2 separate regions of the Sus scrofa genome follow, and region 2 is linked to region 1. Evidence: chromatin contacts called from public HiChIP or PLAC-seq data. All regions are on one chromosome and are shown on one strand. The core of a region is the stretch at or near the end of the contact, and the rest is flanking DNA. Distances in the headings are between cores, read along the strand shown.

The links. HiChIP or PLAC-seq counts read pairs in DNA pulled down with a chosen protein or histone mark.
Region 2: an H3K27ac HiChIP or PLAC-seq map of alveolar macrophages shows a contact between it and region 1. The contact joins two enhancer-like sites. A contact is called at or near these places in 2 of 47 Hi-C or Micro-C datasets (blood and heart right ventricle) and 1 of 2 datasets of contacts at active chromatin or transcription factors (alveolar macrophages).

What each region holds. Positions count from the first base shown.
Region 1 is chr9:126,491,353-126,497,134 of Sscrofa11.1, forward strand. No RefSeq gene overlaps it. Among named protein-coding and RNA genes, the nearest start is that of IVNS1ABP, 15 kb to the left of the region's middle. Within about 2 kb of position 1,814, at least 6 of the 83 cell types and tissues checked have an H3K27ac peak or open chromatin away from gene starts, as enhancers often do. A contact at or near this core is called in alveolar macrophages, where this site is marked.
Region 2 is chr9:126,556,858-126,562,336 of Sscrofa11.1, forward strand. No RefSeq gene overlaps it. Among named protein-coding and RNA genes, the nearest start is that of IVNS1ABP, 80 kb to the left of the region's middle. Within about 2 kb of position 2,709, at least 15 of the 83 cell types and tissues checked have an H3K27ac peak or open chromatin away from gene starts, as enhancers often do. A contact at or near this core is called in alveolar macrophages, where this site is marked.

The DNA.
Region 1 (5,782 bases), core at 564-3,063:
GATAGATGTTCTTTGAACAGAAAACCCAACCTCAGTGCTCTCCAAAAGTTTGGCCTGGGCATGCTGGATGGGCCTGTCTATTTACTGTAGGACTTTTACAACTTTTAACATGCTACGTGCCTCGTGACACTTTGAGTGGGACATTGGATTCAAGGTTTCCAAACTTAAGTGATCACCAGACCCCTATAATCTTCTCTTCTAAGCAGTGTATTTGGCCAAATACTGAACCAGGTACATTAGATTCTTTTACCAACTCTAACAATTTTCCCTTAGGTTCTGAAATCCTAAAAGTATTTAAGACTTGAAATTACTCTTCTAGAGTGTTTATCTGTTACAAGTGAGTGATCTTATAGTTCTCCACCAAGTCTATCAATAATAATAACTAGGCAATGACCACTTTTTTTCGAGTCTTTTGAGGTTATATAGTCAAATAAAATCTGAATGTATGTGTTGGCCTTAATCTCAAATCAAACTGAAGGGCCAATATAGTAGATAATTTGGAAAACTAAAGGTATACTCATTTCCTTTTTTTTTTTTTTTTTTTTTTTTTTGGCCTTGCCTGTGTATTGTGGAAGATCCCAGGCCAACAATTGAACCCACACCACAGAAATGACCCAAGCTACTGCAGTGACACCCCCATATCCTTAACCATGAACCACAGGAGAATGCCTAAAGATATATGCATTTCAAATAATTAAAAGAAAATAGGGAGTAGATAAGCCATACCTTACCCCTCCACATAAAGCTATTTCCTGATGCCATTCAAAACTCAGAATGGGAATTAGAATTCTAATGTGTAATTTAAACACAAAGGGATGGAATTTTAGAGTCATCTAAAGAACATTACCCTTGGCAATGTGACATCAGGTTGCCAGGCAGAAGACTTGGGATGTTCAAAAAAACCTCTCAAAAATAGTTAGCTTTTCCAGAGATCTAATCTAATCCCCGAATTGCAAATAGACTTTAATTTAGACGTCAACCCCAGTTGGTCACACTGTTGCTTGAAGTATCAGGTTGCAAAGTTGAGAGTCTCCGTGCATTGGAACAAGTGTGGCGACGGATGGGCAGTGTTTGTCTTGTGTGGGGGGAAAGAGAGAATGAAGTGCCCCATCCTTCATTTGTCATCCCCCTTTTAAGTCAATCCTGGACTTTGTAAAGGGACATACCTGGACTTTTTAGGTCATAAAGGGTGCTGGTGAGCAGGACTGAGTGAGAAACAACTATCTGAGAAATCTAGGTTATTTCAAAATGATTCAGAAGTTCTTGTCATGTCACTCAGAATGTACATAACTCAGTAGTTCTGGAAGAAGCTGGCATCCCAGAGAACCGTCTTACGTTGATTTGGGTTGGACATGTGAGCTTTGCAGACATGCAGTACAATGAACCCCATAGAAAGGGGTCCTTGACCAGGAAGTTTACAGACCTCATTCAACACGTGAAGTGTAAGTCTTCAAATTTCGTGTAGTGTCTGTATGGGAATTTCTGTTGGTGACGATATCATTGGTCTTTTCTGTGAGTACTTTAAGTTCATGTTCATTGCTCTGTTTTGCCAAGCAGGACTGTAACTCCTTAATGAAATTCAATATAAAGACTGGGGAATTTTCTTTCCTTTAGCAAATGGGGCCTCTGTTGCCCACGGGGATCCCCCAGTCCTTGCAGTGGGTGACCCTGTCCAAGAGAGTGATACTTGACTGGGAACAAAAAGGGAAAATAGTAATATGTCCTTGTTGATTATGCAGCCCAGACAGATCCCGGCCCACGTTTCCTTGGTGCGGGGGGTGGGGGAGGACTTATCCTGTTGGCAGATGAGCTGCCACCCAAGTGGGGTGACGCACCTGGTGAGTCAGGGCCACTTACAACTTCACGCCTAGCTTCCTGTCCAAGCCTGGGCCAGTTCTGCTTCTTAGCCAAATGACATGAAGAAACAACTAGAGGAAAATATAAAGAAAGTTATGCCCTTTTGAGACAGTTTATTTCCAGTGGTGTCTAGTCTGTGGCCAAAATTCTGGACTCGAAATTAGAAGAGCTGAGTACAGATTAGACAAAGACAGAAATGGAAAGTTCTGTGTTCCTTTCCCAGTTTGAGCAGCCACTGCCTCAGACACTTTGACAATTCAACTTCCCTGGACCTCAATATCCTCATGTTTTTAAACGAGAAGAGAGGGAGTTCCGGTCGTGGCGCATCGGAAATGAACCTGACTAGGAACCATGAGGTTGTGGGTTCGATCCCTGGCCTTGCTCAGTGGGCTAAGGATCCAGCATTTCCATGAGCTGTGGTGTAGGTCACAGGCGCAGCCCAGATCCTGCGTGGCTGTGACTGTGGTAGAGGCCGGCAGATGTAGCTCTGATTATACCCCTAGCCTGGGAACCTCCATATGCCGTGGCCCTAAAAAGCAAAAAATAAATAAATAAATAAATAAGATAAATAAATAGGAAGAGAGGAAGGCTAAAGGTGGAAGCGGTGAAGAAAGGGATTTCATATTTCATAAATTCTAGGTATTTAAAAAATTCTAGATGCCTTATCTAAAGAATTCCCTAGTTTCTCCAGACCACAGCCAATGCACTCACAGGAACAGCAGTGAAATGATGGTCCCCTGAGCTGGATGAAATCGAGGGAACCCCCCCACCCCAGGCCCACCCAACTACTGCAGGAAGTCTCCCCGGTTCTTGACACAAGTGGTCTGGAATTTCTGTAGTCTCTCTGGCTACCTTGTGGTTTCAGATAGTCCAGGGCCCCATGGCTCTTGAGGTGGGTGCTGTCATGAGGATGGTACCTCACCCTTCCCTGTGTCCCCGTCCACCTTCCAACAGTGCTGCTTTGAGCTCTTCCCCCAGAGGTCTGGGTAATGTAGCCACATATTAATCATTCCAGCACTGCTGCAGGTGTCTTTTCTCTAGGGACAGACAAAAGTTCCTGAGGATCAGACTGAGAACAATTCAGCTGCCTTCACAATCACCTTTTCCTTCAGAAGCCCTTTGTTTAGGCATGTGTACAGACTGGCACAGAACTTCTTTCCTTGGATTAAGTGCCTTAGACCAGTGGTCTTGAAACTTCCTTCTCTGGAAAGCTCTGTGAGACGTTTTGTAAAACTCTGTATCTCTATACATCAGGTCAACATCTGAACATGTACAAAGAATCAATTTTATATCATCTTCCTGCCCTAAATACTTTCCCTCAAAACCTTGCAGTTTGCCTCATGCAGGAGTTCCTGCCATGGCTCAGCAGAAATGAATCTGACTAGCATCCATGAGGACACAGGTTTGATCCCTGGCCTTGCTTAGTGGGTTAAGGATCCAGCATTGCGTGAGCAGTGGTGTTGGTCGAAGACAAGGCTCAGGCCAGCAGGTACAGCTCTGATTCGACCCCTGACCTAGGGACCTCCAAATGCTGTGGGTGTGGCCCTAAAGAGACAAAAAAAAAAAAAAGTTTGCCTCTTGCAGATCAGGCATTGCTCATAAAGTTGGAGAAAAAAATATCTGGCCAAAGTAGACTCTTTTTCTTTTTTTTTTTTGGTCAGGAGAAAACTGACTGCATTTTTATTCTCTTTATTGCAGATAAATGTGGTTAAATGCACGTGTGTACAACGTCATTCCTTAATTCAAGTGGAGATTAAGTTGAGAGAGAGAAGGCGTGGAGCCTTGTGGAATCTGTCTCTTCTCTCTCTCTCCACACATCTCTGCAGGAAATCTCCACTCCCTCATGGTCCCTAGGTTTGTGGCCCTGCGGTATTTACCCCTGGAGCAAACACACAAAGGTTATATGCCCAGTGGGGCTTTGCCTTCACTTTCTTCTGTAAAGTGGTTGTAGGGCCTTTGTTTGGGAAAGAGGGTATGGGGTGGGGGAATGAACCACAGACCCCTGGAGTGTTCTCTTCCGTATACCAGTGTTATGAGAGTTCAGGATTTGAACACTGATTCTGTTAAAACAATCCCTGTCTATGAACCCCTCCAACATTTTCATGTGTGTATTCTTCGGTTAAGTTATGGGCACCCCAGTTTGAAGACCACCACCTCAACCCCCCTTATATACCCCAATTGCTAGGTCTGATTGCTCTCCTTAACTTTGGCTGCAAGTTTGATGAGTATTTGCAGTGCACCAGCCAGTGTAGCTACCTAAGTTTGTCTTCCTGAAGACCTTATCGCAGGTAATTAACTATGCCATCCAAAGCTCCGTAGCAGAAGACTCAGGAATTAGACCGAGATCCTCTTAATGCCTAAATTAGCTTAGTTTATCCCCCCCTACCACAAAGGTGTTCTTAGTTGCATAAGACTTGGTCAGCTGAGTAGGTGAATTAAGAGGAAGATTTTAAAAAGGAAACCCGGAGTTCCCATTGTGGCTCCATGGCTTTTAAGAACCCGTCATAGTATCCATGGGGATACAGGTTCAATCCCTGGCCTAGCCCAGTGGATTAAGGATCCGGCATTGCTGCAAGCTGCTGGCATCGATTGTAGTTGGGGCTTGGATCTGGTGTGGCTGTGTCTGTGGTGTAGGTCGGCAGCTGCAGCTCTGGTTTGACCCCTGGTCCAGAAACTTCCATATGCTGCATGTGCAGCCATAAAAAGAAAAAAAATAATAATAAAGGAAGAAAGGAACCCTTAGCTTTTATAGACCATTTCTCATCAAAGTCCTCATCTTCCGCCAGCCCCTGGGTGACATCTGATCCCCTTGGCCTGCCTGCAGCAAGATTCCTGTTAGGTCAGGTGAGCCAGAATCTTCATGTTTCTTTTATCTTTCCATTCATGGCCCCCCCCACCCCCCCACTCGGCATTCCCCTGTGTTTGGCGCCAATCTATCTTCCCTACTCAAAAACCCCCATTGTCATAGCCCCCCTTAAATAAAAAATCTTCCTTACTATCTTTTAACAAGTATCATAAATGATTTTTTTCTTTGATACTCCATTTGGACTTTAGATAATCTCATGAAGCAGTTTGATTTACTTAGAGATATCTTCATAATATATTAATTAGATATGGTAATTAATGAAACAATGACTTGTTAATTCATAGAACAATTTTTTAATGTCTTTTTTGGAATTTACAAAGTAGGATAAAACTTTCAACAGCTATTTATTTATTTATTTGTCTTTTGTCTTTTTGGGGCTGCACCCATGTCATATGGAGGTTCCCAGGCTAGGGGTCTAATCGGAGCTACAGCTGCTGGCCTACACCAGAGCCACAGCAATGCGGTATCTGAGCTGCATCCGCAACCTACACCACAGCTCACGGCAACACCGGATCCTTAACCCACTGAGGGAGGCCAGGGATGGAACCCGAAACTTCATGGTTCCTAGTCAAATTCTTTTCTGCTGAGCCACGACAGGAACTCCTCCTTTTGTTTTATTTTATGTTTCTTTTTTTCAACAGCTCTTAAATAGCTTTTATTTTTTTATTTTATTTTATTTTTCTTTGTCTTTTTGCTATTTCTTGGGCCGCTCCCGCGGCATATGGAGGTTCCCAGGCTAGGGGTCTAATCGGAGCTGTAGTCTCTGGCCTACGCCAGAGCCACAGCAACACAGGATCCGAGCCGCGTCTGCAACCTACACCACAGCTCACGGCAACGCTGGATCGTTAACCCACGGAGCAAACACAGGAACTGAACCCGCAACCTCATGGTTCCTAGTCGGATTCGTTAACCACTGCGCCACGACGGGAACTCCCTTAAATAGCTTTTATTGAAGAAAAAATACAGACTCTTACCAATTATTCCAAGTATTAAGAAAATTAGTTCCTTTTAAAAATAGCTGGGTGAGGTCCTGCTGTGGCATGGTGAGTTAAGAATTCA
Region 2 (5,479 bases), core at 1,459-3,958, 66 kb after region 1:
GGTTCCACAGAGCCCACATGAAGCAGTGGGGTTGAGCCTCAACCCCAGGCCGTGGGCTCGATGCCATTACATTTTTGTGGTCTCCACTAAACTCCAGGAACTTACTGGAGGCAGATGAGACTTGCCTATGTCAGAGGACCAGAGAGCATGGGTGGTGGTGTCATTGAGGAGCCTGTGGGACACAGAAATGCGAGGCAGGGCGCTGAGTGTGGGAGTGGCAGAACTTGTTCTGGCCTTTCGTGCTTGTACTTGCCCCATCCCTTCAGGCCCAGGTGCCTCCTGCTCTTTTCCTCCTCTATCCAAACCTGCTCTCAGGAAAAATTTCCCAGGCCCGGAAATGGTCAGCTGGTACAAAACCCAGGTGTGGTCCAGCAGGTTTCTACACGGTAGACATGCTTGGTTCCTAGAGTCTGTTGGGGAAAAGATTCTGAAGATTTCTCATGACTTTGCAGATATTTTCAAAATAAGTCTTAATATCCCCCAAACAAGCAATTAGCAAAGAAACAAAACCCCTCCAAATCCTCAAATATTGACTCCTCTGTGAAGTTTCCCCTGAGTGGTTCACTTTCTCTCCTCTTTGTTGCCATAGTATTTCATATATGCCTCTGTTTCAGCCCTTATCTTTTAGGCAATTGATTGTTTACAGGTCTCTCCCTTCTGAGGGCAGGGACTGCCCTTGGTTCACGTTTGGTAGATGTTTAATAAAGGAAAAAGGAAAAAAAGAAAATAAAGCCATGCACATGCAGGTACAAGGGGCTGGTGTCTGCTTGAGGCCTTGCACCTTCTCCAGTTAATATCAGTGTGCAGCAATAAAAGGGTGGCATTGAGTGAATGATGGCGTGTCTTTCTTACAAAGAATTCCTAATAAGGGAAATGCTTATGTTATACTAGTACATGATAACAGAGCCAGTTGAATTGAATGTAACGCATAATAGGAGGAAGATCTAGAAGGAAATGAACCAACATGTTGAACGCATAATCTCTATTGATAGCATTATTTATGATTTTGTTTTCACCTCTTTTATGTGTTGTCTGAAGTTCCTAAAATACATATTAATTATTTATTAATACATGTGAGATAAGGAAATTTGGTTCCCCCTCCAAATGTCTCTCAGGGAAGAGGAAATCACCTGATATTCTAGTCCTTCCACAGTCCTTTGCGTTAAGGATGCTCTCTCTGACATTTTGTTGTTGTTGTTTATTGAAGTATAGGGATTTGCAGTGTGGTGGTCATTTCTGATGGACAACGAGGTGATTAGTTATGTATGTACATAAGCATTTCCCTCTCTGACAGTTCTTGATCAACAAAGCACTCACTATCTGGGGAAGACATCAGCTTTAAATGACCTCAGGAAATCATAAAATTTTAGATGATTATGGTGATCTTCTAAATTAAAAAGAGAAAGAGAGAACAAAAGCATAAGCATGATTTAATGAATACTTCCTATAGGATAAGATCCCCAAATTGCAAACTGGATGTCATGGTAAATCGGCTTTCTGAAGGTCCCTTCACAAAGCAATACTGTGACTGGTTATGCTGTTAAGATTATGAATATACAGGGAGTTCCTGTTGTGGCTCAGAAGTTGAAGGATCCCTGAGGAAGTGGGTTTGATCCCTGGCCTTGCTCAGTGGGTTAAAGGATCTGGCATTGCCGTGAGCTGTAGTATAGGTCTGAGATGCACTTCGGATCCTGCATTGCTGTGACTGTGGTGTAGGCTGGCAGCTGCAGCTGCAATTAGACCCCTAGCCTGGGAACCTCCATATGAAAATACACTAGTAGGATAAATGGAACAAACAGTTGTCTTAGTGTTTCGTGAATGGGTACTTGTGGCTTGGGATAAAAATTCCAATGGCAGCATTGTAGTTAAACACACACACACACACACACAAACACACACAACAAATTAGAGCAAAGAGAAGATTATGTCTGGAAAACTGTCAGATGGCTTGAAAGTGTCTCCTAGGATATGGAGGACACTTGCCGGTTAAAGACACACATGGCAACTTTGAATCAAATATTTTCATGGCTGGAAGAGTAGGTGAAAAAATATTCCTAAATCAAATATTATTTTATATAATATGATTTAAAATACGTATGCTTAATTAAATTAATAAATTAAACATTGAAATTAGATACATAGCTATTTCATCTCTATCCCTAAAGACATATATTCAAGTTCATTGAAACCGTGAACATTTTTTTTTTCTCTTTGGGAAAGTGATCTTGTGTTAGGGTCACTTTCTATTTCTATATATTTTTATAATAAGATAAAAATCAGAAGCACAGACCTTCCAGGGACTTTAAAAATTTAATAGGCCTTCAGGCTTTTATGTAAGTAGTTAAACTTTCATGGGGAGATCCCAATTATCAGCCAGTGGACGAGGAAGGCTTTCAGGAAGGTAGTTGGGTCTCAGTGCCGTTAGAATCACACAAGGCAGGGCGTGGACTGAAACTTGAATGAGGCTGGCTTTGCAGGGGGGGTTTCCACCAGGGAAAGTTTCTTGGAGGAGTGACTCAGTCTGTGAGTAGATGGTGGACATCTTAGGAAGAAAGGAATAAAACAAGGTATATATTAGTGATCTACTGCTGTATTATGAACCACCCCAAACCTAAGGGCTGAAAACAACACCCATTTACTTATCGCTATTCTTTGGCTTGGCAGAGCTGGGCAGAGCTCAGCAGAGCTCAGCTGGGATGACTCATCTCAACTCTGTTTGCAGCTGTTGGTGGTCAGCTGGTCATGGACTGCCTCATTCAGGGCTTACAGCCTGGGACCTTGGTAAAGGATCCGGTAATGGCTGGACTGTTGAGCCTCTTTCTCCCTGTGGTCTCTTTCATCCTCATGGATGGGCTTGTCCACATGGTAGCGGTGTTCAAAGAGCATGAAAGTAGAGGCTTCGGGGCTTCTAGAAGCCAAGGCTGGGAAGTCATAGGATGTTACTGCTGCAGCAAACTATTGATCAAAGCAAGTCACAAAGTCAGCCCAGACTCAAGGCAGTGGGGAAGTAGTTTCCACCTTTGGATGGAAGTCGCTGTAAAGAATTTGTGGTCATGTTTAGGGCATCAGATGGGGAGAATAGATTCTGGGAAGGGAATAGAGACGAGGAAAATTAAACTGTGTAGCAGGGATTTTAAGGAGGTCTTTTGGTGAACAGCTCAAAATGACACCAGGTAGGCATCCTAAAGGGACAAAGGGCTGTAAACTTAGGACCAGGGTTTTGATGTAAAGGTTAGCAAACCTCAATTCATGTGCCCTGTCCACTGCCTCAATGCCTTTTAATTCTTCGTCATTACCGTTTTCGATTTTAAAATAATTTTTGCTTTGAGATCTTAGAAGAAGACCCTGAGTCATTAAGGTGCCGTGCTCAGCAGTGGACTTGGCCAAACCCTTATGGACGCTCAGAAGACAATAGAGCACCAAGGCAGTAAAGGACAGTGGTTAAACACCTGAGCTCCGGAGCCAGGCAGACCGTGGTTTAAGTCCTATCTTTACCACTTGGAAGCCACGTGACATTTGACTAGTCACTTAACCATTTTGAGCCTCCGTTTCCTCCAATATCACAAAGAGTTAAATAAATACCTACCTTACACACGGCTGTGATGATTAGATAATATACTTGTGGATTTACCTTAGAGTCTTAAGCATTAACCGTATAAGTTCTCAATTAACATAGCTGTAATTATTGCCTTTGGATTTTCATTCTTCATCTGTACGATAAGGTACTACTGTTGAGATTTTAGGGTCTTATTCTTAAAAAGCTAATGAAATTGAGCATAAAGCGATTTTCAAATATAAAGGGCTGGAGCCGTTCCCAAAGATGGTGTTCTTCCCTGTGATCTGCATCCAAAGAAGGTCTGTTTCAAAGCTAATTGCTTCTCTTCCCTGGAAGAAAACTGACCTCATGTTTTACATGGAGTTCATGCTTTGAAGAATAAATGCATTTATTCTCTAGTTGAATGTATTATGTCAGATGAATCAGGATGCTGGAGCCTGCTCACTTTAAACCACTTATCTTTTCCGTATTTAACAAATATTTAACATCTCTACTGTGTTACAGACCTTGTGCTAGGTATTGGAGAGAAAATGATGAGTGAAACTAACATCATTGCCCTTAACAGCTCTGCTTTTGAAAAGGCCTAAGGAAAAAAAAATATATATTTTTCTCTCCAGGGAATATCGAGAAATAGCTCACCTAATTTTTGTCCTCAATCCTAGGCCATTGTTCGTATTAATTTATAGAAGTGATTTAGTCTGTTCTTTAAAAAGCACAATTATTTTGATAGAAAATTCTAGAGCCAACCCTAAGTCAGATGGTCCATCTCTCTGCAAGTAAAGTGAAAGCTTTGTTGCCTAACAGTGTAGGGCTTCCCTGAGTCAGTCAGCCAGAGGAAGAGAGGCTTTCCCAAGGCTGGTTGGACCCTCATAGTTTTGGTGGTGCACCATATCGTAAGGGAGATCTTTAACTACGGGCAGATTAAACAATAATAATCAGTACTAACCTAGGTCAGATTAGTGCCTTCCAGGACTGTGCTCTTTGGAATTTTTCCTTGGTTGTATTTATATTTTCACACATCTACAAATGAAGAACCTTAGTAACTCAATAAATACAAAGCATCATAGTCACATATAAGGGGGCCCAATTTAAGCTTTAGAAGACCTCAAATTCAAGCTCAGTGTCAAGGAACTATAAACCATTTGATAGATTATGGAACTAGGTTCAGCAGAAAAATATGCCATGTTCTGGCTTCATTTCTGTTCATGGGAAGTGTGTGGTACCTAACTGAGGATGTGTCTTGGTCCCAAACTGGAGGTCACAGCCGGAGAAAAGAGCTCCACATCTTCCTGATTATCTCCTTTGGAACATCTGGAGAAAGCAAGAGAAAGACCCTGGCCTTTCCACTCTTATCTCACCATCACTTAATTTTCAAAGGCTCTGCTTGGAAGCCTACATCCACCACTCTTCCTCTCTTTCTCCCACCCCCGATTCACTCCTATAATTCTCCTCTAAACCATTGCCCGGGAAAGAGTTGAATCAGTTACATTGTCTTTAATTATAACTCCAAAAGCAGGAAATGGGAAGTATTGGCATACACCTTAAGTATCAGAAAAAAAGGAATGTTTCATCCAATGTGGAGAATAGTCAGCATGTAGTGTGCTGTCAGTTAACCATGAATACACCCATTCCAGCATGTTTTAAAAGAATCCCGCAAGAAAACTGAGAAATACATATATATATATATGTATATATATATATGTATATGTATATATGTATATATTTTTGTCGTTTGTCTTTTTAGGGCCATGCCTGCGGCATATGGAGGTCCCCGAGCTAGAATTCAAATCGGAGCTATAGCTGCTGGCCTTCACCACAGCCACAGCAACTCCAGATCCGAGCCGAGTCTGCGACCTACGCCGCAGCTCACGGAAACACCCAATCCTTAACCCACTGATGGAGGCCAGAGATTGAACCCGCGTT